4 separate regions of the Mus musculus genome follow, and all the other regions are linked to region 4. Evidence: chromatin contacts called from public HiCAR-type and promoter capture Hi-C data. All regions are on one chromosome and are shown on one strand. Each heading gives the region's core, a stretch centred on a gene start, on an enhancer-like site or on the middle of the called end of the contact. The rest is flanking DNA. Distances are from core to core; before and after follow the strand shown. Region 1 has its middle 25 kb from the start of Gm24729. Region 2 has its middle 130 kb from the start of Gm51629. Region 3 has its middle 42 kb from the start of Gm51629. Region 4 holds the start of Acadl (acyl-Coenzyme A dehydrogenase, long-chain).

Region 1 (6,364 bases), core at 3,227-5,726, 580 kb after region 4:
TGTTACTCAAAGTTCAGAAGTTAGTTAATAGCATTGAGAAAACATTTAAAATTATTATGAATAAATAACTCATAATAGCCAACCAAAAGAGAAATTTTCTTCAGCTTTTGACTGATTGGTCTCAAGGCTTGTAAATGTAAGTGTGGCAAATAGATATTTAATCATTTTACAACTTATCTTCTAAAAGTCTGTTTCAAGTTCATAAATGGCACATTTGTGTTTTATTTACTGTAGCCCTTACATGTAATAAGCACCACACAGGGTAAGACAGGTTGTCTACAGTTGGTGGCTTCAAAAGGCATGCTCTTATATAATGTAGGAAACATTTTGAGAGCAGAAGAACAGATGTTTTGGGGCACAGAATACAAACAAAATAAGCCCACAGTCTAAGATCCTTTAGGGAAAGCTTAGGAGTAAAAAAACAAAAAGAGCAACATTATCTCTTCTTCCCTCTTAATCTGTGTTCTTCTTGTTTGGTTTTCTTATGAAGAACAATAAGAATTAAATTACACGTCCTATCACTTAATTTTGTCAATAAAACAGTCATTTTTCTGGATTCTATCATGACTCAAGTAGCAGCAATGGTTTTGAATAATCTAAAATACTAAAAAATAATTCTCAAAATAAATCAATAAGAGTAGAACACTCAATCAGCCATTGCATGTCCTTTGTGTAATATAAAGGATCAATGCAAATTAAATGCTAAGTTCAGGAAGTGGAGGGGCTTCTGGGGGCTGAACCATATAGGAAATGAGGTGACTCTTACAGACATGGCTGTAGCTGAATTGCATTTTTATTATCTAGGTGACTTGGAGAAACTGATTTTTTCTGAATCTCAGATTATTCAGTGATGAAATGGCAAGTACTTATGTTGTTGGACATCTATAAGGAAAAATGACAATATAAAGCAAGCTCTTACCATGGTGCATGAAATTTCCTAAATGTTTGTTGTCTTACAAATACGAATTTCTAGGATTTATGATTTAATTCATGCTGAGAAAATTACTCAGCCTCATAAGTGGTAGATAAGATTAAGCTCTCCAGTTGCACAATTTTCAAGAGATATTTAATTTCCTGTCTATATTTGTCCCATAATCACATAACTGAATATCGAGCATTCAGTGCAACTCTACCAATTTACACTTTCTCCTCTGATTATCAAAGCCAGTGGAGCTAATTCTTGTGTGTCTGCGGCTACAAATTACCCTTCACTATTTCTACTGCCTTTTTATTAAGCAAAATAATCCTCTATAGTTAATTGGATACATTTATTCATAACGACAACATATTCATCTCCATAGCAGTAGTATATGAAATGAGACATTTTGTTAGTAGGAAACACTGCTGAATGATTTAAATGAGGAAGGTGCATCTTTTCCCCTCTAATATCTCCCTCCTGTTTTCTAGAATGTATAAAATATAGAACTGAGCAGCTGTGTTGGACAGAAAGGCAAAGTTAGAGGTTGAAACTGGTGGAGTGGAAATACAGATGGTTTACTAGTCTCTTGATTAAGATAGAACACTGTGAGGTCACTCTCCCCACCCCATCAACCAGGAACACACACGGGCCTGTCCAAGCCCCCTGACACATATATAGCAGAGGTCTGCCTGTTCTGGCCTCAGTGGAAAAAGATGAGATTAATCACTCCTCTAGTGACTTGAGGCCTCAGGGAAGGGGAAAGCCTGGTCAGAAGGAGTACCCTCTCAGAGGCGAGGGGGAGGAGGAATGGGAAGAGGAACTGTGGGAGGGAGGACCGGGAAGGGGTCCATGACCAGAATGTAAATAAATAAAATAATTAAATTTTTTAAAAAATGTAGAATACTATGTGAAGCTTGTATTGGCTTCAGTTAATATTATTTTAGAGGCTTTGTGGTTAGGTACCATTCTCCCTAATTGAAAAAAAAAAACTGAAATACTGAAGAATACTATAATTTTTGTTTCTGTAGAATTATGGAGTGTTTGTTCTCTTTTATCACTAATAGATACTTGTTATTATAATAACAATATAGTTATAGTAAAATAACAAGTAGTGGGTCACCTACTATGGTTTCTGGGCTTGAGGTTACATATACATCATCTATGGATTTAGGAGAAGAGATCTGAAAGTAAAAAAGAGAGAGAAGGGAAGAAGAAAAAAAGAGAAGATAAAGGAAGAGAAGGCAAGGGAAAAAGAAAGGACAGTTATTCAAAATAACTAGTTATAAGAAATGCATCCTATTCTTTTGGAAATGGTGTCTTCTGAATTTGGGGAGACTATGCTATTATGTCCATCATGTCATCAATTCAGTAGTACGTTACTGTTACTTGACTTAGTGAACCTCACAAAGTAAGTCTGTAGAGTTTGCTTGAAAAAACAAATTTAGAGAAATTGCAAAGTGAAAAATCAAGTGTGGTAGTCAATCCTGCCCTACTCCTGACTCTCCTATTTCAGCATCTGTACCACATGGAGAATCTTAAGCAACTATGTCACAGGGCTGCAGCCACATACTTCTGAATCAGTAGACCTGAGTAAGGCTCAGAACTTGCTTTTCCAATCTTTTAGATGATGTTGCTGGTGGTGATGGAGGGAACACAGTGGGAAAAATCACTGTAGTACATCAAGGAAGAACAAAAGGATGCTAAAATCAGAATACAGCTTTCACCCCTATGACAACATGGCCACACATGGTGTAGTATTAGGCATCAAGAAAGCTCTGGAAGCATAAATTTCTTCATCCACCTCCCTTGCCCTTATTGTCATGAAGGAAAGTAACACAAGAAAGAAAACGTGTGAGAATTAAAAAAGAGAAAAGAAGAGGCTAAGTTCATGTGTGTTCAAGAAGGAAGATTAACACAAAGGACACAGCCAATCAGTGAATGAGCTTAGTAACTGAATTTATTCATTGAATTAATATTCATTAGCACTGTGCTGGATAGTTTTATGTCACCTTGACAGAAGCTAATGTCATCTAAGAGGAGGGACCCTCAAGTAAGAAAATACTTCCAAAGGATCAGGGTTGGGGGAAGCCTGTGGCGCATTTTCTTAAGTAGAGGTATGTATAAAAGAATCCAGCCCATTATGGGTAGCGTCATCCCTGGACTAGTGGTCCTGGGCCCTCTAAGAAAGCAGGCTGAGGATGCTATGAGCAGCCGTCCAGTAAGCAGCACTCTTTCATGGCCTCTGCATCAGCTCCTGCTTTCAGTCAGGTACTGGACCTGTTTGATTTCCAGCCTTGACTTCTTTCAGTGACAGATTGTCTCCTGAAAATGCCAACTGAGAGAAACCTTTCCTCCCAAGTTGCCTTGGTCAGAGTGTTTCATCACAGCAATAGAAACCCTGACTAAGAGAGTACTTAGCATGTGTCATAAGCTGAGCTAGGTGTTAGTGACTCACTAGGGATCAAAGAAGAACATTTCTGATATCATGAGTGTGCTAGGTAAATGAATCAAAAATAATTACACAAAAAAACCAAAGCAAGTACATCAATAATGCATAGTTTCTCCGAGGGAAAACATTGGCTCTAACAGGTAGAGGACGAAGGGTTCTTTGTTTATACAGGAGGGAGGCTGGCTGCCAGGTATCAGATGTAAGAGTTGCCATGACTAAGCAACTAAGCAGAGACTAATCCTACTTCCAATGTTAGCAACTTCTTATCTCCTACAGCAGAGCTAGTAGAAAGGACTGCTGATGGATGAGTGGAATTCATGGGAAACAGATGCTACAGCCATGTATCTGAAGGCTCCTTGTGAGGTGGATCCGAGAGAGAGAATAGGAAGCATGCATTGGCTTGGCAGGCCATTGGCTTTAGTCAACCACATCTTTACCATCTATGCAGTTCAGGGCAGGCTGAGGATGGAGCACATTGTGTTTCCCAGATCTGAAGAGAAGCTCTTCTACCACACCACTCACCACCAGAGGGAGGGTTGCTGTTTGATTTTAGTGAACATTACATTTTTTACTGTAGCGACAACTCCGTCTTTCACTTCCAGGATAATAGAGAACAGAACTGTAAGGATCTGGCACAAACAAGTTACATGGCAAATCCAATGCATTCGAAGGCTTTGGGTTTTTTGGTTTTTTTGTTTGTTTGTTTTTTGTTTTCAATATACAGTGGACAAAGTGAAGGTAGGAAAGAATAACTTGCTCCCAGAGAGAATCTGTTTGTTTTTTAAACCCTTATATCCTGTAAGGGAAATGTACATTATCTAAGTGCATAGCAACTTATACACCAAAAAAAAGAAAAAAGAAAAAGAAAAAAGGAAAAGAAAAAGAAAAAGAAAAACCAACCAACAATCAAAGGCCTGGAAAAAACCCTCAGCTGCACTCCCATACCTGCTGTGTGTTCAGATGTGGACTCTGTGAGTGAGAGTTCCCAGTTGCTTCTGAATTTGCACGTGCTTGCTTAGTGAAATCTGCTATGTATGCTCCCATTTCATCTTTCAGTTTCTGCATTTTCAGGAGATCACTTCCCAGACACCCAGTTTCCTCTTTTAAACCACAGCTGCACAAGGCTAACTGTTCTCCCCCAAAGCACAGACTCAGGAGAAAACTCTTCGGGCATCCCTAATCTACTGTTGGTGAAAAAGATTTTCAGGATTACCAAGCTGGTTTTTAAAGCCTAAGGTATGTTAGATGATATAAAAATGTCTCTCCTCAGTATGGATTTTTAAGCTTTGAAAACATTCGACTCGTGGCATGCCATAAGAATCCCATTTTGACAAAATGAAAAACAAAAAACTATCTATCTAGAAAAAATATAACTGAATGCATTGGTGGAAAGTAAATGCAAAAATAGAACTGGCTGAAATCCAGTAGCCACAAGAAAAGAAATACTGCAGGAAATGGAACTAATTGGTTCCTCTACCAAGGTTTTTGTCTCCCCACAGACTTTTGTAATGGAAAGAAATGAAAAAGAAACCTCAAAGTAATGCAGAAACTGAAAGCTTGAACAAAGTTATCTATACAGTCTTGTGCATACAGAATTTCATATGAATACATTTTGGGAAAGAAAAAATACAATTTGTATCTGATGAAATTTCTCTTTTTAAATAGTTTTACTAATTTTTGGGAATATATATGTATATATAAATAATCATATTTATTATTTTCTCTCAAAACTTTCCACATTCCCCCCATTCTCAACCAACCCAACTTTGTGTCCATTTATTTCTCTCATTGAAGCAAATTTGTACCACTCCTCACATCTTGGATGCATGGCTTTCCCACACATAAGCATGGTTGACCACCAGAGGCAACATTCTTAGAAAAAATGGTCCCTCATTGTCTCAGCATCTGACAATTGCTAATAGATATTTGGCTAAGGGTGTCTTCCCATAGGCTAGTAACACTTTAGCTAGCTGGGATAAAAGTATTGGGAATTGAGTCTATGTGATTATGCCATGACAACTTTACCAAAGATAACACTATCTTTTCCCCCAAAATATCAAATTTTCAGACTATTAATATAGTAATTAATACTATATAAAACTGAAAAGCAGTATTTGAACCCAAGTCAATAGGTCCATACTGTTTATATGTGCACCCTGTGAATTATATTACTTAATTTTTAAAAATTCTCACCTTGACTACCTTCTTACTGTTTTCAGATAAAACATACTATCTTATTTATGAAAAAGATTATGGCTGCTTATGCCTGTAGAAAATTCATGTTCCTAAAATCTTATATAAATTTTATTAAAATTAATTAATAGAGATAAATTAGAACTTCAGAAGTGAGGCCCTTTATGAATCACTGAACATCTGAAATGCCTCCTCAAGGTTTCCATGGCAACCTTTCTAGACTACAAAAATAACCTGTGAAACAACATTGACACATACCACAATGCATAGCTTTTGATGCATAAATGGCTTCCTGTATTAAAAAGGTGAACCCAAGGTAAATTTTAAATATTTAGTAAAGGTAGAATCGAAGTAGACCAGGCACGACGAGGCAAGCAGTGGGCCTTTGCATTTGTAAGGAAGGAAGGAGTTGGAGGCTCAGTCTGGAGAGACTCATTTCTGTGAGCACCCTTTTTATGTACAACCATAGTTAGTCATAGCTTGTCCAAATAGAATTTTTATAAGTTACGCTTGATATATAAACAACAGTAAGCATCTCACACCAAGACTGTAGAAGAAAAATCTGGAAATCTAGGACATCCAGACCACCTGGCAAGGGAAAAATAAATGTATAAAATGCCAAAAGGTAATATGAAGGTCTGAAGATTTTTCTCATGCCCTATCAAGGGATTTCTTCTCATGTATCATGATCCTTAAAGGTATAGATTACAGTTTGACTGCTGAACCTGACAGGGCCATCAGTGTGTATGAAGCTCCCCATGTTGGCCAGAGGCCAGGTAAGTATACTTGCCATCTATGTATTC
Region 2 (6,329 bases), core at 465-2,964, 760 kb after region 4:
TTGAAGTTTACCCCTTTTTTTTCTCACTTAATGGTAACTTATGTCTTTAAAATGTTTTCTCAATTATTTCCATGATGTCTCAGATAGGAATCAGACCAAATTAAGCAATTATTAAATAGTAGTATAAGCGCCATAATGCTTGAGTAGTAATGACAAAAGGAGAAACAATGAAATGAAACATAATGTTGACCATCAAAGCATCCACAGCTTCCATGGTAGAAAGAAGTCTGTCCATGCACAAATCAATAAGCGGGGCAGAGAAAATAATTTTTTTTTTAAAAAAAATTCACAATTTAATCTAGAATGTACAAAAACTCTACCATATGGCACCTTGCTTCTTATCTGATTTGATTCATTTTAAGGCTACTTAATGAATTTTTAGATAACTCAAGCCAATGCAGGTATAGTAAGGAATGTTATTATAGTTGTCTTGACTCTCAGTTTGCACTTGCTACACTTGAGGCCTCCTCATAGTATTAGACAAAGCAAGGAAAACCCAGAGATGGAACCAAGCAAACAGTAAACATAACAGAGACAGCTGATCCAAACTGCAGTCTTTGTTCCCAATTGGACAGTCCCACTAGAGAAAACGAAAGCCTTCTTTAGCGAATAATGCATTTTACATAAATTTACTTATTTGTACTGCAATTAAAATTTAACAGGGAGCTAATGATAAATATACATTATAATTTTTCTTTTTTATAACAAAGTGTATGTTTGAACAAATTCAATAAGGAGCATAAAATAAACTATTTCAATGTTTGGACATTTATTTACTTACTTATTATTCATCCATTTGTAAGCCTGGGGATTAAGTCTAGGACGTCACATATGCTGGGCAAGTGCTGTACCACTGAGCTACATCCTCAGTCCTGGAGACTTACTTCTAAATGGAGAAATGTCACAGACTTTATGTCAGACATCTTTTTTATTGACAGCCATGGGGCTCATGGGACACTGATTGTGTCACTAGGCTGTCAGCACCACGTGGCTTAAAATTTTGATGGAAAAGTAGGAACTACAAATCCAGACAAGCACAACTTTTCACATGATATTTCATAACTCAAGATTCCATTCTCATTAGAACTCTCTTTCAGTGATATTACAAAAATTTGCCGAAATTGCGTTTTCAGAATGAATGCTGACTCTTCATATGTTCACTAAAACTGAAAACTGTCAGACTCTCTCAACCATCTACCTCCATAATCAGAAATATGGAAGCATGGGAATTTAAACAGGTTCCTCAAATAGGCCACCACTATTCCTGGTATACTTGTAGGTAAATAGGAAGAAAATTACATTGTGATTTCATTTTCATTTGTTTCAATGCTTAAATTTTCCTCTTGAAGATTCTCTTTAAAACCTGGGTATTAGAGATATTATTTTAATATTTTTGAATTTTTTTTAGAAATCTTTTTGTTGTCATCATTTCTGATTTAAGTTAAATGTGGTAAGCAAATAGATTTTGAACAATGTTTCTTTAATAGTATCTTGAAGCTTCTTAGCACAGAATACAGCTTGTTATGTTCTCCACCCCAACCCTATGTGTGTGTGTGCACGTGTTTGTTTGCATGTGTGTGTGTGTAAAGAACATTTTTTGTTCTTGTTGAAAATTACCTATGAAGGTGCAGTTGACCTTGCTGCCAGGCTGCTGTGCCACCTGCAGAACTTCCTGGGAAAGTTTCCACATTGTATTGTGAAACCTCCCTAGGGGTGAACTTCCCTGGATGCCACACTTGCCAGGTAAACACTGTAGGAGCCAGAAGAGGAAGAACACACCAGGAGGAGGGAGGTCTTTCTTCACGTGCAGGCTCCCTCTGCTGCTGAAGCTTGCTGGAAGGGGCTTTACTACATTAAGTTCCAGCATGGCACATACCCCCAAGAAGAGTGGATTTGAAGCTAATAGGTAGCTCTGGCTAGTGTGCCCAAAACAGAATCATGTGGAGAACTCTTGCTAATATTTATTACAATGTGGCTTGTTTTTATCACACGGCAAACTAGTAGGGGGGGTCATATCAGTAACAAAGCTAGAAATTCAAACTTCTTGAGGTAATCTACTTACTAAGTGGAATCATGTCACTTTCTTATGATTCTCCTTTACTACTTATAAATAAAATAAAACTGCTCTACAGATAAATGAATTTATCATTAGATGGTGCTATATGCCCATGTCATTTAATATTTTCCCAATAGCTAGCATTTTATTTTAATAATTGTGGCTTTATAAGTTTATGTAAAGGCAACTTGAAATTAAGAAATTTACAAATTACCTAAAATTTAAGTAAGATATGGCAAACTAGGTGCATTTTTTTTTTTAGCAGAACAGCAACAAAGCAAAGCAAAACCCTTAGAAAATGCACAGCTTGTGTGTGATTAACATTGACCTGTGAACATGTACCTTGGCTACACACCACTGTACCAGGTGAGTCTGTTGCTATTGCTGTGGGTGCTGGGCATCTTTCTCCCCATTTAAATCTGTTCATCTTGATAGGGCTAGAGATATCAGAATTTGAGCAATCTTAAGGCTGTAATACGAGAATCTGACCCATAGTAAGGTCCGCCTCCCCCCCACCCCCCATCTGTTACTGCATTCTGAATCATCTTTCCGTTCTCCATTTCTGAACTTAGAAAAAACTTGAATTTTTCTACCTGATCCAATAAATACCAAAAAGGAACAAAGTAAAGAATAACCTACTTGGACTTAGTGGCATTCATTCACTCATGCAAAATTATACGGTGTCATCATGTTGTCTAACAAAGCAGTCTGTAGTGAAAAAGATAAAATATCTAAAATTTCCTGAAGGAAGTGTTAAAGAAATAGTGCATATAAGGTAATTATGTATGCTTTATGTATGTGTGAGTGTATGTTCTAGAGTATAGATAGGGTCTCATCCTGCAGCCCAGAGTGGCATGGAAGCTTAGCTCTTCTGTATCCTTTTGAGTGGTAGGATCTCAGGTGGTTCTTAAGACCAAACAGATTAGTGTTGAAATATTTATTTTAACATCTTCAAAATGCATAACTTCTCGTTAAAACCTGAAGTTCCTGTGTATAGTGAACTGTGTATGCTCCTGTACGTAGCCATTTAATTTCAGAAGGCCTGTTTCCTTATCAGAGAGGGATAGGTGTGGATTCAGTGGTCTGTGTAAAAATTTGTTTTTGTTTGAATTTAAAAAGAAGTATGTTTTGAACATTTGAGAAGTAGAATTTAGATATTATAGCAGAACTTTTCAGATGTTTAGTGCCAGCATTACTGTCACACTTCCCTGACAGTTCCTCTGATATTCCATGAGATGGTGCTATGTCACTATATGATGAGTTCCTATTTGCTATTTCTCATAGCCTGTCACAGAGTTATGGGTTGTAACTATTATTTCAAAAACTATTACAGCAAAATGATATATATAATTTATAAGAAAACAATTAGTGATCAAAAATTACTATTTAAATTAAAAGTTGAAAATTTTCATTAAGTGACAGATAATAAGCATACTAATAATTGTGGAGCATATGTTAGTCTACACTGAGAACTGCCTTTCCAACTTAACATAAGCTTTCAAGTGTGACTGAGGAGTGATTGATTTAGTTATATAATAGATTTATAGGGAAAACATATCTTTCTAACTATGTGCAGTAGTCCTACTAGCTCATAAATGCTCCATGTCATCGGTACCTGCCTAAATAATAATTAACGTCAGCTATATCTATTAGAGGTCATAGAGTCAATCAGGAGATAAATACAGGATTAACCCGGGTTCAATCATAAAAATAGGAATTAACCATTTCAAGCAGATAGTGATTTGATATAGTATTGTTTTTCCCAGTGTTTGGGAAGGTTAAATAAATGAAAATGGTGATGGAGAAGGCAGGTATATTTTCGGAGACTCAGAGAGAGTGGGACTCATGTTTGTTGCCCTGTGTGGTGGATCAGAGGCAGACAATGATGACACCTCTCGGAGACAAAAAACAGCTGCCAATGCTGCTCTATAGAACTGAGGCTGTGATTTGCCTTGGGATGCGATGCCATTGTGACAGTCATACTGAGAGAGAATTCAAGGTGTTTGCTGCACAACTCATACCTGCTGAATCTCAATTCCTGATTGCAGGATTCTCTACCAATGTCTTATTTGTACAGGAGTTCAAGAAAATACATGGTAAGGAAATTAGGGAAGTAGTTCCCAGGTGTTTTAGTTAGGGTTTTACTGCTGTGAAAAGACACCATGACCAAGGTCAGTCTTACAAAATACAACATTTAATTGGGGTTTGCTTACAGATTTAGAGGTTCAGTCCATCATCATCAAGGTGGGAGCAGGGCAGCATCTAGGCAGGCATGGTGCACACAGAGTTGAGAGTTCTACATTGTAATCTGAAGGCTGCTAGTGGAAGACTGACCTCCAGGTAGCTAGGTGACACTCACAGTGACACATCCAACAGGGCCACACCTACTAATAGTGCCACTCCTGGGCAGAGCATGTATAAACCATCACACCAAGGTTGTGGCCATAATAATAAACAATACAATGTATAAGAGAGTCAAACAGTGCTTAGTGTTGCAAGCAATTCCCAGCACACATTGTGTGGGATGTTTGTAAAGGTCCACTACTCTTGACAGCTGAATGTTGTTGTCTTTTTAAAGATAATTTTATAAAGTATTTATTTTTATCCATTCATGTGAAAAATTCTGTTGGTTTAACTGGGTCTTTGTATTCTTGTAGAGAAATTTTAAGATAAGAAGTCAAGAGTAATCTACTTGTTAGTAGATCTTTTTTCTTTCTTTCTTTCTTTCTTTCTTTCTTTCTTTCTTTCTTTCTTTCTTTCTTTCTTTCTTTCTTTCTTTCTTCCTTCCTTCCTTCCTTCCTTCCTTTCTTTCCTCTCTCTCTCTCTCTCTCTTCCTCCTTTCTTTCTTTCTTTCTTTCTTTCTTTCTTTCTTTCTTTCTTTCTTTCTTTCTTTCTTTCTTTCTTTCTTTCTGGGGTTAAATCTAAGGCTTTGCACAAGTAAACAAGCACTTTATGACTGATCACATCCCCAGCCCAATGTATCTCTTTACCGAATCCTAGTATTGTAAGCATTCTCTCTTATGAAGACAGAAAGAGCAAGGGTATTTGTTGAAATCCAAGAACTGGCTCTTGGTTTTTTGTTGTTATTTTGCTTTGTTTGCTTATTTGGATTTTTTTTTTTTGGTTTTGGTTTTGGCTTGGGTTTTTGTTTATTGGTTTTTGTTTTGTTTTTTGTTTTGGTGAAATGTTTTCAAATAATTTAAATGCATATTTACACCAACATTGGAAGCCTAAAAGCCTTTAAGTTTGAAAATTATGACAGACCAAAAAGGAAAAGAGATGAAGGAAGGACATCTGTGAGATGGCTGAGCTGCAAACCCTGACAACTGGATTTCGATCCTTGGAACATGGTTGGAAGAAAGAACTAACTGACCCTTTAATTTGTCTTCTGGCCTCCACAAACATGCTGAGACATTGTACTGGCTAGTTTTTTGTCAACTTGACACAGCTGGAGTTATCATAGAGAAAGGAGCTTCAGTTGAGGAAATGCCTCCATGAGATCCAACTGTAAGGCATTTTCTCAATTAATGATCAAGGGGGAAAGGCCCCTGTGGGTGGGACCATCTCTGGGCTGATAGTCTTGGTTCTATAAGAAAGCAGGCTGAGCAAGCCAGGGGAAGCAAGCCAGAAAAGAACATCCCTCCATGGCCTCTGCATCAGCTCCTGCTTCCTGACCTGCTTGAGTTCCAGTGCTGACTTCCTTGGTGATGAACAGCAGCATGGAAGTGTAAGCCGAATAAACCCTTTCCTCCCCAACTTGCTTTTTGCTCATGATGTTTGTGCAGGAATAGAAACCCTGACTAAGACAGACATATATCTTACTCTTTCCTCACCATTAATCATTGTAAAAAAATTACATAAATGGAGGAAGAGAAGAGCAAATATGGAGGAAGGAAGGGAGAAATTAATGCCCAAGTGTTTATTTAACATACTAAGATATTTGTTTAATATCTATTTTGGAATGGGAAAGAGGAGAGGTCTTGATTAAAATTGTGTGAATATTAATCTTGACTTTTTCCATGTCTTCGCACATGCCAAGCAAGGTACTTTACCACTGAATCCCTGAAACTCAAGGTATTATATGTCATTGGAACAGACTGAGCTCAGGGAAAGCTAAAAGTGAAGTAAGAATATGAAGAAGAAGGTTTGCTTCAGAGACAGCAATAGCCCTTTGTCAAGTGACTCATGAGCACACCAGTACCCTCCAGGACTCTGGAACCCAAGGCTGGAAACCATACTATCTGTGCTGTGTTATACATATGAAGACTGTGAT
Region 3 (7,139 bases), core at 3,433-5,932, 680 kb after region 4:
ATGAGAAATCCAAACTGAATTTGCTTTGATGAAACATAATGACATTACCATTTCCTTGTGACTTAAATGCGTTTAAACCTTTCCTTCTAATATCTTACTTTGTATATTTTGGTACAGTATTATGGCACAAGTCTGTAGCTGACCATGGACAATGATGTTTTTTATTCTAATCACTTCTGACCATGCCTACAGCAATCACTCAACATGTTGTCTAAGTTTCACTATGTTAAAAATATGACTTATTATACTTTATATTTCTCTTTGACTCTAAGCCATAAGAATGGAAAAAGCCAGCCAACCTCATATATAGATGCTAAGAAGGTAGAATAGCAGGCATGCTGTAATTTATCTTTTTCTTTCATTACATTATTTTTTCCTATTCTCTCTAAACTTTAAAGATGAATTTTATCATCTACCTTGGCACACTCCTTGATCCCTTCATTACTTATGTCTAAGAATCATCATCAAGTCACTAGTAATTGACACCATGATCTTTCAGGTAATGGTCATGGGAAGCATGCCTTTGTCTCACAGTTGACTCGTTTCTAGAAGTATCAAATAACCTCACTATTAATTCCAATGAGACAATTAAAAAGAAAGTTACTCTTTAAAAGTACAAGGTAAAACTTATAAATCAGGAAAAAAATGAATCATAGTCCTTTTCGATCTTTGATTTGTTTTTATAGCTTCTGATTTTTAGAGATCATATAACTTCAATAAGGGCCTATATTATTCAGTGACTTTATGTCCACCTGGCTCCAAATCAGTGACTTCTCCAGATATATCTTTCTCCATCTCTGCCAGCATCTCACAACTGTACTCTTTCATTTGAGCTTGTTAAAATTACTTGTGGAAATGTCTAACCTGTCTAAAGCTCTTAATCCCCCACTCTCAATGGGTTTATTTCTCTACATCACATAATAATAGAACAGTGGCTTTTAAACCGAGGGTCACAAACCCTTTGGTAAACCTCTATCTTCAAAAATATTTATATTATAATTCATGACAGTAGCAAAATTGCAGTTATGATGTAGCAAAGAAAATAATATTATGAAAGGGGCACAGCATTAGGAAGGTTGAGAATCACTGCTATAGAAATTCTAGATATGCCACTGTTTCTCTTGCTGATTCCAATATATCATGGCACCACACTCTTCATCTCATTCTCTGGGTCACCAACTCTGATGACTTTGTCATGAAAATCAAAGCTTCTTAGTCACTCTGTAAGGCTCTACAGAGCTCACAGCCTTGGCTCCCTGCCCCAAAACAACATTAGATCTAGTGTGCTTTGCTCACTGTTATCTGAGCCCCTTTGCTTTCAATATTGTCCTAGCTGGTTTCTTTCCCAAGTCTAGCTGCTTTGGGTCTCAGGCCACAAGCTACTTCCCTTCTGAAGCCTTTCACTCATGCACGTGGTGATGAATTTCATGTCTGAATTTTCATACTTCTTACTTTATATCATCATTTTGAATATTCTTTTTAAATTTAACTTTATTTGTCAATTTTCCCACTCCATATTTCCATTCCCTGCCCCTCCCCATCCACCCCCAACTGCTCCACATCTCACACCTCCTCCCCACCTCACCCCATCTCCATGTGGATGTCCCCAACCCCCACCCCACCTGACCTCTAAACTCCGTGGGGCCTCCAATCTGTTGAATGATCACAGACCTGGCAGTCCTCTACTGTATGTGTGTTGGGGGCCTCATATCAGCTGGTGTATGCTACCTGGTTGGTGGTCCAGAGTTGGAGAGATCTGGGGAGTCCAGATTAATTAAGACTGCTGATCCTCCTACAGAACTGCCCTTCTCCTCAGCTTCTTTCAGCCTTCCCTAATTCATCAACAGGTGTCGGCTGCTTCTGTCCATTGGTTGGGTGCAAATAACTGCATCTGACTCTTTCAGCTGCTTGTTGGGTCTTTCAGAGGGCAGTCATATTCTTAACACTCATCTTTCTTTCTATATTATTAGTATCAACAGGGGAATGCTTTGTGCGTTTAGTATTCTCTGACACAAACACAACTGTATAATGGAAGTTCATTATTTTCTTGTGTCATCCTAAGTTCCTTGGCCAGTCCTTCTCCATAATGTTTCTATTTGATGTTTACTGATTGCTCAATAAATAGCTCAACTGAACAGCCCATTGATGAGTGAGATTCTAAGAATGCTATTCAAAATTTAATATGCAGCTGAATCATTTGTCCATTTGTTATTACTATGCCGACATTTGAATAACTGCAGCTAAGAGATCCTGATGAATGTAAATAATGGCTTCACACTGAAGTATTTTATTTCCCAAAGTAAGATTTAAAATAATGGAAGTCCAGGATAGAAGATCAATGAAAAATGAAGAGTAGTTTTATATTTCATTGTCAAAAGTAAAAAAAAATACACCGATTTAACTGAAATTGAATTTTCTTTGATAAGATACAGTGGCATCATCTTTTCATTATGACTAATCATACTTTTAAGCCTTTCCTTCTCATATCTGACTTACTTTGTACATTTTTCTGCGGCACTATGGGCACAGTCTCATGTCCCTGGGCAATGCCATGTCTGTTTCAAATCGGATCTGACCATGCCTATGGCCATCGCTCAAAGTTTTATCTGTGTTTTGAAAATGATTTGGTACATATAATTATACAAAGGAAAATTGATAAAATAGTTTATCTCCTAATAAGGATACACTGGGAGAAATAAAACAGCTTCAAGTTATGGCAAAAGTGTAAGAACCAAGTATCTAGTACATTTGTTTAATGTTACATTCAAAAGAGCATTGCATCAAGAGTGCAAATAACCAAAAAGTATACCAGATGCTTTAGTGTAAGGAGTATGTGTGTGTGTGTGTGTGTGTGTGTGTGTGTGTGTGTGTTTGTGTGGGGGGTGGGGTTGTGTGTGTATAAAACGTACAATGACTATTAATTGCAGAGATGATCCAAGGTCATCATGGATGAAGCTCGCTCATCTGGGTTGTCAGGACATTTTTGCCACCACCTTTAAGCCAACTGTATTTCCCAGTTACTTGCAGACTTCTGTGCCCTGTAGCTTCTTCCTTGGCACATGACTGTTTACAACCAAAGGTGCTATCGAAGGGCACTCAACAATGAACTTTATGTTGAGAATGGAATTGGTTTTTATCTATTCCTCTCCAATATGGAATTGATCTGCTCCCTTTAAAGGCCTTTGAAGAACTTAGTGGGGTTATAGAAAAAGGCTCTAACTAGGTTAAGTTAGGTCTGCAAATAATTCTCTAACAGAAAAAGAATGTAATGTATATTGTATTCATTTAAAATATTATGTTAGATAAGTGACTACTCCAATCTTCACCATTGGTTTCTGAGTTTTGAAATTTTATTCCTCTCTTGTGATTTAACATATTAGTGAATAAGATACAAATCTTGCTACAGGGATTTAGAAGGTATAATTAAATCTCTGAACGCTGTGAAAGATTTTCAAAAATAATCTTCTTTTACAACCTCAAAAACGTGATTGCTGCAAGTTAAATACAAGTCAAGCTGTGGTCTAGGCTACTCAGGAGGTTTGGCATCTGCCTTCTGCTTCACTTTGCTGTTTCATTAGGTACCAGGTTCATCAGACTCCTATTATTTTTCTTCTGTATGGTTCTCAGCTATGCCAGGCTTCTGCCTGTGTTGATGTTACTCCCTGTGTTTGAACACTCACCCACTTCCATAGCTTGGTATTTATTAATCTTGCAAACAAAGGCAGTGCATCCCACTGAAACCAAGCTCTTGACACGCGCGCACACACACACACACACACACACATATATGTTTATATATATATATATATATATATATATATATATATATATGTATATGTATATATGTATATATATTTGTCTCTGGGCATTCATTTTTGTTTTATTTGCTAACTTTGTGTCTTCCTGATAAAACATTGCCTCTTTGAGGGCAGGAATTTGAATGGCTTCTCCTGAAATTCTTCACACTCAGAAAAGTCCCTGCTCTACCTTTAGGATCTGAAGCCCTCATTTAGTAAATGAGTACACTGATGAATAATTGCATGTGAGGTAAGAACTATTGAGGCCACACCAGCTTTTCAGTCAAGTGGCAAAGGAAGAGTGAGTGAGCCTTCCTCTTCATATAAGTATCTCATTTACTGAAATGTACACAATCTTAACTGTTTAAAGATAAAGTTTTAGCCTCAGACTATCAAATTGAATCTGAGTGGAAGGGCAGAGAATAAGTTTCACTTTCTCTCTCAGCTTTGCCTGCTTGCAACAGTTAAGATGGTTCCCCTGTAAATGGCTTCCAATAAAGACACTTCTGAGAAAAACATGCTCAGAATTTGCCATCTGTGTACACGTAAAATCCTGTAAGGAATACTATCCTGTCTTCTCAGTGATAAAACAGGCACTCCCACTCTGATGGTCAAATATGTTCCTCGAGAGGATCAGGACACCCTACTCGGTACTCTGTAATAGACATTCGAATGCCTTCACTCCCCAGAGAGGGCTAGCGTTTCGGTCTTCAGCAGAGAGCATGTTTCTCTTTAAATATTTAAGCATTCTTTCTGCTTAATTTCTTTCCTCCAAGATGCACTTCATGCCTTTCAAATATTTGTCAACTGAAGACTCCACAATGCCTAAGCAGCGTGGGTGCAGGTGTAGTGCTACTGAACACAGTAACCATGGCAACGCCTAATTCCCATTTAATTTGCTATTTCCTTAGAAGAAGCAAAAACACAAGAAGGATGAAGCACTGTAGGCAGAGAAACAGGAAGGCACGCAGGAGTGGGACGGTGAGTGGGAATTAGACACAGACAGCGGCCTACAGGCTTTCTCCTTCACTTCCTTTAACTAAAAATGCCAAGGCCGGGGAAGCACAAAAACTATTTTTGAGAAAACACATTTATGGTGCTGCATATCAGAAAAAAAGTTCAACCTGGCTATTTTGGTTGGACTCTCTTTGTACATAGGACCAAGTTTAAACACAACCCCAGTGAACCTGAAGACCTCGGTGAAGATAGTTCAAGGTGATTTAAACTCCTTGGCTATCCAGGTCCCCTGAGTCTGGGCATTCCTCCCCAGAGTCTAAGCTTCTATCCTGAGATCCAAGCCACAGGAATGGCCCTGGGGCAGGAGCCTCTAACTGTTTCCTGGATCAGATTTAGTCTCTGAGCTTTCACAGGAGAAGCTGGCACACATCTAGTTGGAATGGCCCTAAAATTCCGAGTCCCTCCCACTTTTATATCCATTTGACAGTCAACTGAGTCACAAGACTGGGCAGGTACAACTGCCACCTTACTCCACCCTTAGCTCAGAAAACAGAAACATAAGTAGGTCTGGGGACACAGAGCCAGAGTGGCATGTGTCTTCTATGGCACCCCTTAAAAACAGTGAGTCTGGGCACAAATTACACAGTCTCATACCTAGTTCCAAATTAACTACCTTAGGAAAGTCACTCATTGGCTGCCTGCCTCAGCTGGCTTACTGATCCATCTTTCTCTGTCGAATACCTTTAGATTCATATATAGTTAGTAAAATCTTGACAGCCGATGCCCCTTTAGGGCACAAAAGAATTGCTTTAGGAATATACGATTTTTTGCTTCTCAATTTAAGTGATTCATTTTTTTAACAGGGTCTCATGTAGCCTCAACCTGCTCTGTTGTAAAAGTTGACTTGATCCTCTGATCCTCCTGTTTTCATCTGCTCTACCACGAGCTGTTGATGCCACGCTGGAACTCTAACTCGGGGCTTCCTGCAAGCACTTTACCAATTGAACTGTATCCCTGGCCTAGTCTGAACAATTTAAAATATTACGGACATAATATTTCCAGGCATGTAAGTACACAATCCTTTTTTAAAGGCAGTAAGTTCTCATGGTTACAAAATGCAGCAGTGCTGTTTACAATACAAATATATTAGGAAGGTCGAGGTGAAGATTGTATTTCAAAACAGGTTACTCATTTTAATGATTTGTATTAAAAAAAATAAAGAGCTATAGGCTCTTATAAATTCCCATGATGGTCCCTGTAAAATCCACAAGAGTCTGAAATCAGAATGTAGAGGACTGTACAAAGTTTTTGAAGCAACCAACCACACACATTTAATGTATTCCCACTCAAAAGGAAAAATGAACAAATGAGTAACAAACCCTACTCTGGGACACTCTGTACACACTTTATGAAGGAAGCCAACTTCAGCCTGAGTTACAATGTTTCACCCACAACCACACCATCCTATACTGGGACACTCTGCATACACTTTATGAATGAAGCCAACCTCAGCTTGAGTTGTAATGTCCCCATCATTTAAACAGTCATAGCCAAGTCAGAGTGGCAGCGTTGTTTCACTAGAGACTGAATGGTCTTCTAGTAGCTTTAGTACTTATGTTTTCTGTGCAGCAAAATTTCTGAAGTCCCTTCCATCCTCACTCCTGCTATTTAAGGGAATGTCAAGTGCACTGTCCAGGAAAAAGCTTTCAAGAGATAAGTTCAAATAACAAGTTGTTTTAATTGAGACGAGCTCCATCAACACTTTGCCTCTGAGCACAAACTTTAGCTTCATCCTTGGAACCAGTCTCTGCCAGATATGGGGACAACTATATCTTACAGTTTTCTGCTTACAGCAATGGAGTCCAGATCCCACTGTTGTAAAGTTTGTCAAACACATATGATACATTTCCCCCCCACACACATGAAATCATTTCTAGATTATTTCCAACACTGAAGACCATGCAAATGCTGTATACATATTTTTTTACGTTGTACTTTCCGGAGAATGACATGGGGAAACCTGTATTATGTTCAGGACTTTTTTAAAAATATTTTTAATCGGGGGCTGGAGATATGGCTCAGCAGTTAAGAGCACTGACATCTCTTCAGAGTTCAATTCCCAGCAACCACATGGTGGCTCACAACCATCTGTAATGGGATCTGATGCCCTCTTCTGGTGTGTCTGAAGACAACAGCTACAGTGTACTCATATACATAAAATAAATAAATAAATCTTAATATATACATATATATGTATGTGTGTGTGTGTGCACGCGCGTGCGTGTATAATCTGCCACTGGTTAAATTACACACAGAGGGCTATAGATGTTGAGAACCAGTGTACTTTTAAATTCACATGCTGTGCTTTGCTTTCCTTTAAAAAAT
Region 4 (7,163 bases), core at 1,285-3,784:
TGCTATTAATATCCCATGTTACAAATAAGGAAACGAAGACACAGAGAGATTAAGAAACTCTAAGGGGGGATTTTTCAGCCGCAGTCTAGAATGTTCTTTCCTTGTGTGTTTTCCATTATGCCCTAAAATGAGGTGAATAAAGAGTAACTCGGAGTCACTACTGCTCAGCTCATTTTCTTTAGGCCATCAGTTTTCTGCTTTCATCTCACTCTTTGATGTAATATTCTCCTTTTCATTAAAAATAGTAATTATATGCCTGTATGTTTGTGTAACTAGTAGTATGTTTAGTGCCTGTGAAAGACCTCAGAATCTTTCCAAGTGGAATTACAGAAGGTGTTAGTCACTATGTGAATGCTAGAAATTGAACCCCAAACCTCTGGAAGAGCAGTCAGTGCTCTTAATCACTGAGCCATCTCTCCAGCCCTTGCTACTCCTATTTTCATAGCTGTTCGATGGCCCCTTTTGAAAGCATGTATTTTATTGTCTACAAGGTCAAATGTTTATGGTTAGAAGAAACTCAGTCTTTATGGAATGAAAGAACGAATGAATATGTATTTTTGCCCTCCTCAACCATAAGCACTCTTCACTTCCTATCACACCAAATGTAAACTACCTGGTTAGATACTTAGTACTCATTTAAAAATGCCAATCATTGCCTGCCAGTGACCACTGCAGACCTGTGAGCCTGGCCCTTTGCAAGAACTGATCCACTAAATCTCCAAACTGAGAACTTCAAATCCAGGAAGTTGCAGACATAAATTTGCACTATACTCTCTGCTAAGGTCTTGCCCAGAGATTATCTCCCTCTTGGCCTGGATTTCCTACTTTCCAACATAAACTTTCCAGTTAGACAGGTTCCTTTGCCCATCGATTCCTTTCTTCCATCTGGAGAGCTTTCCTGATTTCCCCATCACATCTTTTTCCTAATTTTCTTTTAATGCTCAAGTTTAGGCTGCCATTGACATTTCAATAACTAAAAGCATGCCCTTCCTTCGTCATCGTGGCAAATGTCAGAAGCCCTACTTACTCAGATACTAAGGCAGGAGGATTGTTTAAATGTGCAGAAGTTTGGGACAGTTGTCTGCGCAATACAAAGAAACCCTGCCTCATACCCTCTAAAAAGGCATGCCTGTAGAACTCTCAAGCAATATGTGTAATACTCCTACAAGAGAAATATGGCTCAAAGGGGTTTGTGAAATCCTGGTTATTGTTCAACCTTTCATATCATTAGAATACAGCTGATCCTACACTTACAAGCTTGTTTCTTATATGTATGTGTAAGGCCTGAGTCCGATCCCCAGGAATAAGTGTACACACACACACACACACACACACACACACACACACACACACACTACTTGTTTGTTTTTATTTTATAAAAGGAAACAATAACTTCATGATAAACCAGATGAACAGGATCTTAAACAAACGTGCCTCCAGTTAGCCTTAGCAAGAATGCAACAGAGCAAGGACACACACCATTTGCATTAATTCTGCCACTAGGAAACCCGGGGAAAAAAAAAAAAAGACAAAACAAACAGCCCCACCCCCAACCAGATCAAGTTACTCCTAGAAAATAAACGACTCTTCTGAGCATTTGTAAACATAGCCCTAGGGAAGCAGAAAGACAGGTAGATCACTACCAAACCGGCTAGCCAAATCTATAAACTCCAGGTTCAGTGAGAAACCTGGAGGGCAATTGATGAAGACATCTGATAGGAACTTCTGGACTCCACATGAGTGCACGACAGACAGACGACACACATGAATGAAATGTAATCTAAAATTATTTTTTTAAATAAAAAAAGACTATGTTTTCCAGATTGTTGGTGCCGTGAAACCCTAAAGCTTTTCTTTGAAACATTTCTGTATGTCCTACTCAGTGGGCTGTCAGTAGTTGATTGCTAACACAAAATGTCTTTCACTTTCACTATTTCAGATTCCGTAACTGTTGTTATTAGAAAGGCCCCCTTGCCTCCTTAGAAATCGATGTAATGTACACATTCTTTAGAGTTCAAAACCTGTCAGGCATTTCCCATTACAAATCATCAAATCCATAAACCCAAATAATACATGTCCTTGAATTGAACCAAAACAACAACAAAAAAAGGAAACAACCATATGCGAGTTCAAGTACTATTGGAGAATTGAACCAATTGTTATTCCGTTATCAAATATACTTACTTATTTATTTTCAAAGAGTAGCTACAAACGTTTGCAAGGAAAAAAACAAAACCAAAACAAACAAAAAACCCAAACCAAATCAGCACAATCCTTTACAGTGAGTACTCATACATTTATCGACATTCAGAGAGCTTTCCGAAGTTAGAAAATTAACTCCATGCACCTTTCAGTGCGGGGGTGGGACGACTCTCCAGGGAACCCTCGCTCAGCCCTGCAGCCGGGAGGGGAGGGCGCACGGGGCGTCGCGCAGAGCCTGGCGCAGACCCCGCCCGAGCTGGCGGCACCGCCCTGCGGCCCGCAGTTGGCTGTCCCCGAGGCCCGCCCCACCGTCCCGCCGTCCGGCCGCCCCTCTGTCCGCCTGCCCCCGCCGCGGAGCCCGCCAGTCCCGTCCGCCGCCGTCCATCCCGCCATGGCTGCGCGCCTGCTCCTCCGCTCCCTGCGCGTCCTGAGCGCCCGCTCGGCGCCACGCCCGCTGCCCTCCGCCCGGTGAGTGCGGGTACAGCCTGGGGTACCGGCAGCCGGGGCGGCGGAGCTCTGGGGATGGGGTGTGACGCGCTACGGTCAAGCCGGGGCGACGCGGCCGGAGGAAGGGACCGGGCCTTCTCTCCGGAACCCGGGGCTGCCCGCTGTGGCGTGGAGAACTCGGGGTGTCCCCACCACGGTCCGCCGCGCCCCAAAAGGCAAGGCAACCCCTAATGCTCGCTCCAGGCCTGGGCCCCGCCCCACGTCCTACAGTGTCCCGTGAACTGACTTTGAAAGTGTTGTCCCAGCTTTAGCGGGAGCGATCACCCCCTGGGCGCTCTGCCACCGAGTAGTGCGACCTTTAGCCCAGTTGGAACGGAGACTGGGGACTGCCACCTGACAGTGAACTTGGGACTTGGTGTGCGGAGGCGGGGACCGGAAGACCAGAGCAACTTCAATCATCCCGACTCAGGCGTCCAGGCGTAGGCCCCATCTGATAAATTAGTTGTACACTTATTACTAAATCCTTAAACTAATTAAATGTAGAGGGATTAATGGGCAGCTCCCAAGAGCTTTAGAGACTTTTGGGGGTGTTTATACTGAGATCAAGTTTTACCTGTCTAAAAATCCATTCCTTGGATAAAGCAGACTGGAAGTGTAAAGCTTTGTTAATTATGGTGGCAGGACATTTAAATGAGCTAATTAGCACATTGTTGCGAAGTACAATACAGTGCTGTGGTAAAGCTTATCCATCCGGAGGAGACTTGGGAAAGTTCCGAGGACTTTAAGATAGGAATGCTTTTCTATTCTCCGGAGGAAGTGATGTTCTGACGCTCTTAAAATTAGAGCACCCTGAAGATGAACAGAGACACCTGCATCGGTGGCAAAGGACAGGCCAGCTGACTCATTGCTGGATGCTGCGAAAGGGTGTGTTCCTATTGTTCTAGCTTTTCTTATTTCTTTTTATGTTAATAATATTTCTGTATTTTTTTAATTAGAGAACCCCCCAAATGATCTTATTTTGATTCAAGTGTGGGAAGAAGCTCTGCCTTACAGAGGATTATTGGAGAATGGTCAGTGAGCCAGGAGCTATAGTTTTATCGTCACGGGTTTCTTAAAGGGTTATGAGTATAATGGCCAACGATCCAGTTGAAAGGCAGTCTGAGTCAGCATTTATGGAGCGAGGCCTAGGCTGAGCCCAAGAACGTTTACATCCAGCTGCCAGGGCCTGAGTGTGCCAATGGGTCATTTCATTTAGTCTGACTTTTTTTTATGTAAATGAGGCTTTAAAGCGGTGGCCCAGGCCTGTAATTCCCCCTCCACACACACTGGAGGCAGAGGCCAGGGGATCATGATGAATTTGAAGCTTCCTTGGAGCTGCTTAGTGAGACCCTGACTTAAAAGACAGAGAAAACAACGGACACTAGCCTGAAGGCTATTGATTTGTTCAGTACAGGTGTCTCCAAACTGAAAATTGATGTTTCACCAAACTTAACTGCCAAGTAAATGATAGCAGGAAAGTGTTTATTTATGCATTTCTTTTTTCTGTAGTTAGAAATATTACATTTTTTTTCTTAGCATATTATAGGGTGTACCATTTTAAGACCCAGACAGATTTACACACAAGTTCTCTACTTTATAGTGATAAACAATTCCACCTGAATCTCAGAAGCCTGGTATTCTAATCTCAGCGTTGCTTTTACACGGAGGACAAATATATACTTTAAAATGCTTACCTCATAGCAATAAATTGAAAGCAGTCATCTCAGTTATTAGGGATAAAATAAACTTTGTTGTGATCTGAGAAACCACCTGCAGGTCTTGTGCCTGGTTTTCTCTGACCTTTAAAGCTTGGATAGCAGTTTGGTGTCTCTGGTGACCGGTGTGACCTCACTGTAGGAAGTAATCACTAGGATTTGGCCTGTTCCTCTTCCCAGTTGCTTTCTCTTCCTAGTGTTTGTGGTTCAAGATGTGAGCTCTCGGCTTCTTGCCTGAGCCCTCTGTTTATTGTCATGCCTTCTGGCCCCAATGGTAGTAGACCCTTATCCCTCTGTAGCTGTAAGCCCAAGCAAACCCTTTCTTCCATGGCTATGGAATATTATCACACCAACAGAAAAGAACCCAATATAGTACCATATTTTCATCCTCCATTCATCTGTCTTTCCCTCAGTATATACTTTTGCCATCTTTATCAGAGATTAGGGAGTTAGAGATGCCAGCATCTATATTTGTGTCCCTTGTTCCATTGGTTTGTGCGTGTGCGTGTGCGTGTGCGTGTGTGTGTGTGTGTGTGTGTGTGTGTGTGTGTGTGTGTGTTTGCGTTCTGTTGCCCTTACTATGCTGTTTCTATTACAATGGCTTGGTAATGTAGCTCACACGCAGGGTGATGATACCTCCAGCAGTATTCTTTTGTTCAGGGTTGCTTTAGCCATCCTTGGTGTTTTGTGCCTCCATATAAATTTTAAAATCTTTTTTTTCCAACTTCTTTGAAAAATAGCCCAAGATTTTTTGTTGGGCCTGCGTTGAATTTGTAGATTGCTTTTGACAGGATGGCCATTGCCCTAATACTAATTCTTCTGAGCTGAGACCAGGAGGTCTTTCCATCTTCTGGTGTTGTCCTTTGTTTCATTCTTTGGTGTCTTAGTTTACATTGTAGAAGTCTTTTATTTCCTTGGTTAAGTTTATTCCTAGAAGAGAGGGAGAGGGGGAAGGGAAGGGGGAGGGGGAGACAGACCAAACTGGACTGTGTTCATGCTGTCTTTTTCAGTATATTTGCTATTGGCATATAGAAAACCTCTGAATTTTATGTTAACTTTGTATCCTGCTACTTTGCTGAAAGTGTTTATTAGCTCTGAGAATGTTTTTGGTGGAGTCTTTAGAGACTCCTAGGTAAATTCATATCATCTGCAAACAGATGTGTGGACTTCTTTCCCCCATTTGCATCGTATTTATTTTGTTTTCTTGTCTTATTGCTCTAGCTAAGTTTTCAAGCACTGCATTAAATAGGAGTAGAGTCATTCTATCTTGTTCCCATCTTAATGGGAATGGCTTGAGTTTTCCTAGCATGATGCTGGCTGTAGGTTTCCACCCCTAGCTTCTCTATGACTTTTATCATGGCTTTGTATGATTAAGAAATAGATGTTTTCTAGAAAAAAAAAAAAAAGACTAAAGAAAAAACAGGGCCTGACCAAGCCAGCAGACGTGAGAATTAAAAAGAAAAAAAGACAATTAGACAACATTGCAGCATGACCCCAGCCAGTTCTGAGGCTGAGGCAGGTTTATTTTTTTCCCAAACTGCTTTTATTCCATTTTAATTACTTGCAATTAATAAGGTCACTTCTAGGTTAAGGAACAAGCAAGACAATAAACACAGATAGCCAAGGACAAGCAAGGCAATAAAAAGTCCCATGATCTTTGTTTCTAAGGCTTATCAGGGTGGCTAAGATATCTGAGTCTACTTCCCTGTCCTAGCCCAGAATCAGATTCTTGCATGAAGCCTACTTCTCTATTCTAGTTTAAAATTAGGTTCCTACCTGATCTTACTTCCCTGTTCTAGCCTAAAATTAGATTACTACCTGAGTGTACTTCCTTGTCATGGCCCCATGTCAGATTACTGCCTGAAGCCCATTTCCTTGTCCTGGCCCAATGTGAGACTCCTGCCAGGCAGCACCAAAAAGCTCCCCACAAGGGTCCAGGAAAGGAAGAGAGAAACCTATGTTAGAACTTAACAGAAAGCAGAAATAAGTTTTCTCCACATTTTAATGTGTTACGACATTTTTAGAGACTCAGCCTTGGAGCAGTGAAAACTAGGACTGGCTTATTAGAGCTGCAGTAGCACTGGAGTTGGGGGGAGCCAGTGAGCACCTATGTCTATTGTGTCCCATTACAGAGATCTCACCGTGGCCTTAAAAGAGAAGAGCTTTGTGTCTACCAGAGTATGTAGATGTATTGGTACTTGTACCCATGTGATAGCCACAGACTTCCAGAACATCTCTTCCTTTGGTGACTAGACAGGCATCATCCTGGCCAGGTTTGCTAAGTTGCCCATCACCTGTATGCTGTGAAGGATCAAACCTTCGACCCTCATCAGCATGGTGGCCAACCTCGGTAAAAATGGCTTGCCCACTACTAAACAGAGTTACAGATTGCTAACTCAGACTAGAAGATCTTTAAGCCCTTCGTTTGCTCTCTAGAGCTCATTGGCTGCCTACCCAGTGCTGATGGGTTTTATATTCACTGGCAACTGCTTTGAACAAATAATGGTCAGGGTGTGTTCCAACAATGTCCAGAATACTTGCTGATACCAGTTCCCACTTTTTTTAAAAACAAAATCTCAATTGTTCAATTTTACCAATGAAGACTCAGGAACAAGATGCTGGGGTGAAAGCCTGGAGCTCAGAGAGGCAGAGAAAGTGCCCAGTTGACCTTTCTCCTCAGCTGACTCCCCAAAAGGAAAGGCAATCTTTCCTTGTCCAAAAAACCCTTAAAACTGATCCCGTCTACTTTGTATCTGTCCA

What was found. Promoter capture Hi-C pulls out the DNA fragments that hold promoters and counts their contacts. HiCAR-type assays count read pairs that join an accessible place to other places.
Region 1: a promoter capture Hi-C map of pre-B cells shows a contact between it and region 4, with 3 times the contacts expected there. The contact joins the enhancer-like site here to the promoter of Acadl in region 4. A contact is called at or near these places in 4 of 39 promoter capture datasets (the C10 cell line, frontonasal cranial neural crest and pre-B cells) and 1 of 115 datasets of contacts at active chromatin or transcription factors (large pre-B cells).
Region 2: a promoter capture Hi-C map of pre-B cells shows a contact between it and region 4, with 4 times the contacts expected there. The contact joins the enhancer-like site here to the promoter of Acadl in region 4. A contact is called at or near these places in 19 of 39 promoter capture datasets (the 3T3-L1 cell line, 3T3-L1-derived adipocytes, the C10 cell line and 11 more) and 5 of 115 datasets of contacts at active chromatin or transcription factors (astrocytes, embryonic forebrain, large pre-B cells and 2 more).
Region 3: a HiCAR-type map of astrocytes shows a contact between it and region 4, with 2.3 times the contacts expected there. The contact joins the enhancer-like site here to the promoter of Acadl in region 4. A contact is called at or near these places in 8 of 39 promoter capture datasets (3T3-L1-derived adipocytes, the C10 cell line, the HPC-7 cell line and 4 more), 4 of 484 Hi-C or Micro-C datasets (embryonic stem cells, gonadal supporting cells and pre-B cells) and 6 of 115 datasets of contacts at active chromatin or transcription factors (astrocytes, embryonic hindbrain, large pre-B cells and 2 more).

The regions. Positions count from the first base shown.
Region 1 is chr1:66,277,878-66,284,241 of GRCm38.p6, reverse strand. It overlaps a transcript of Map2 not described here. Among named protein-coding and RNA genes, the nearest start is that of Gm24729, 25 kb to the left of the region's middle. Within about 2 kb of position 4,476, at least 44 of the 459 cell types and tissues checked have an H3K27ac peak or open chromatin away from gene starts, as enhancers often do. A contact at or near this core is called in pre-B cells, where this site is marked.
Region 2 is chr1:66,096,991-66,103,319 of GRCm38.p6, reverse strand. No RefSeq gene overlaps it. Among named protein-coding and RNA genes, the nearest start is that of Gm51629, 130 kb to the left of the region's middle. Within about 2 kb of position 1,714, at least 7 of the 459 cell types and tissues checked have an H3K27ac peak or open chromatin away from gene starts, as enhancers often do.
Region 3 is chr1:66,184,789-66,191,927 of GRCm38.p6, reverse strand. It overlaps a transcript of Map2 not described here. Among named protein-coding and RNA genes, the nearest start is that of Gm51629, 42 kb to the left of the region's middle. Within about 2 kb of position 4,682, at least 44 of the 459 cell types and tissues checked have an H3K27ac peak or open chromatin away from gene starts, as enhancers often do. A contact at or near this core is called in astrocytes and second pharyngeal arch cranial neural crest, where this site is marked.
Region 4 is chr1:66,858,680-66,865,842 of GRCm38.p6, reverse strand. It overlaps Acadl (acyl-Coenzyme A dehydrogenase, long-chain), which reads left to right and starts at 2,534. Exons shown (of 11, transcript NM_007381.4): 1 at 2,534-2,670. The coding sequence starts at 2,594.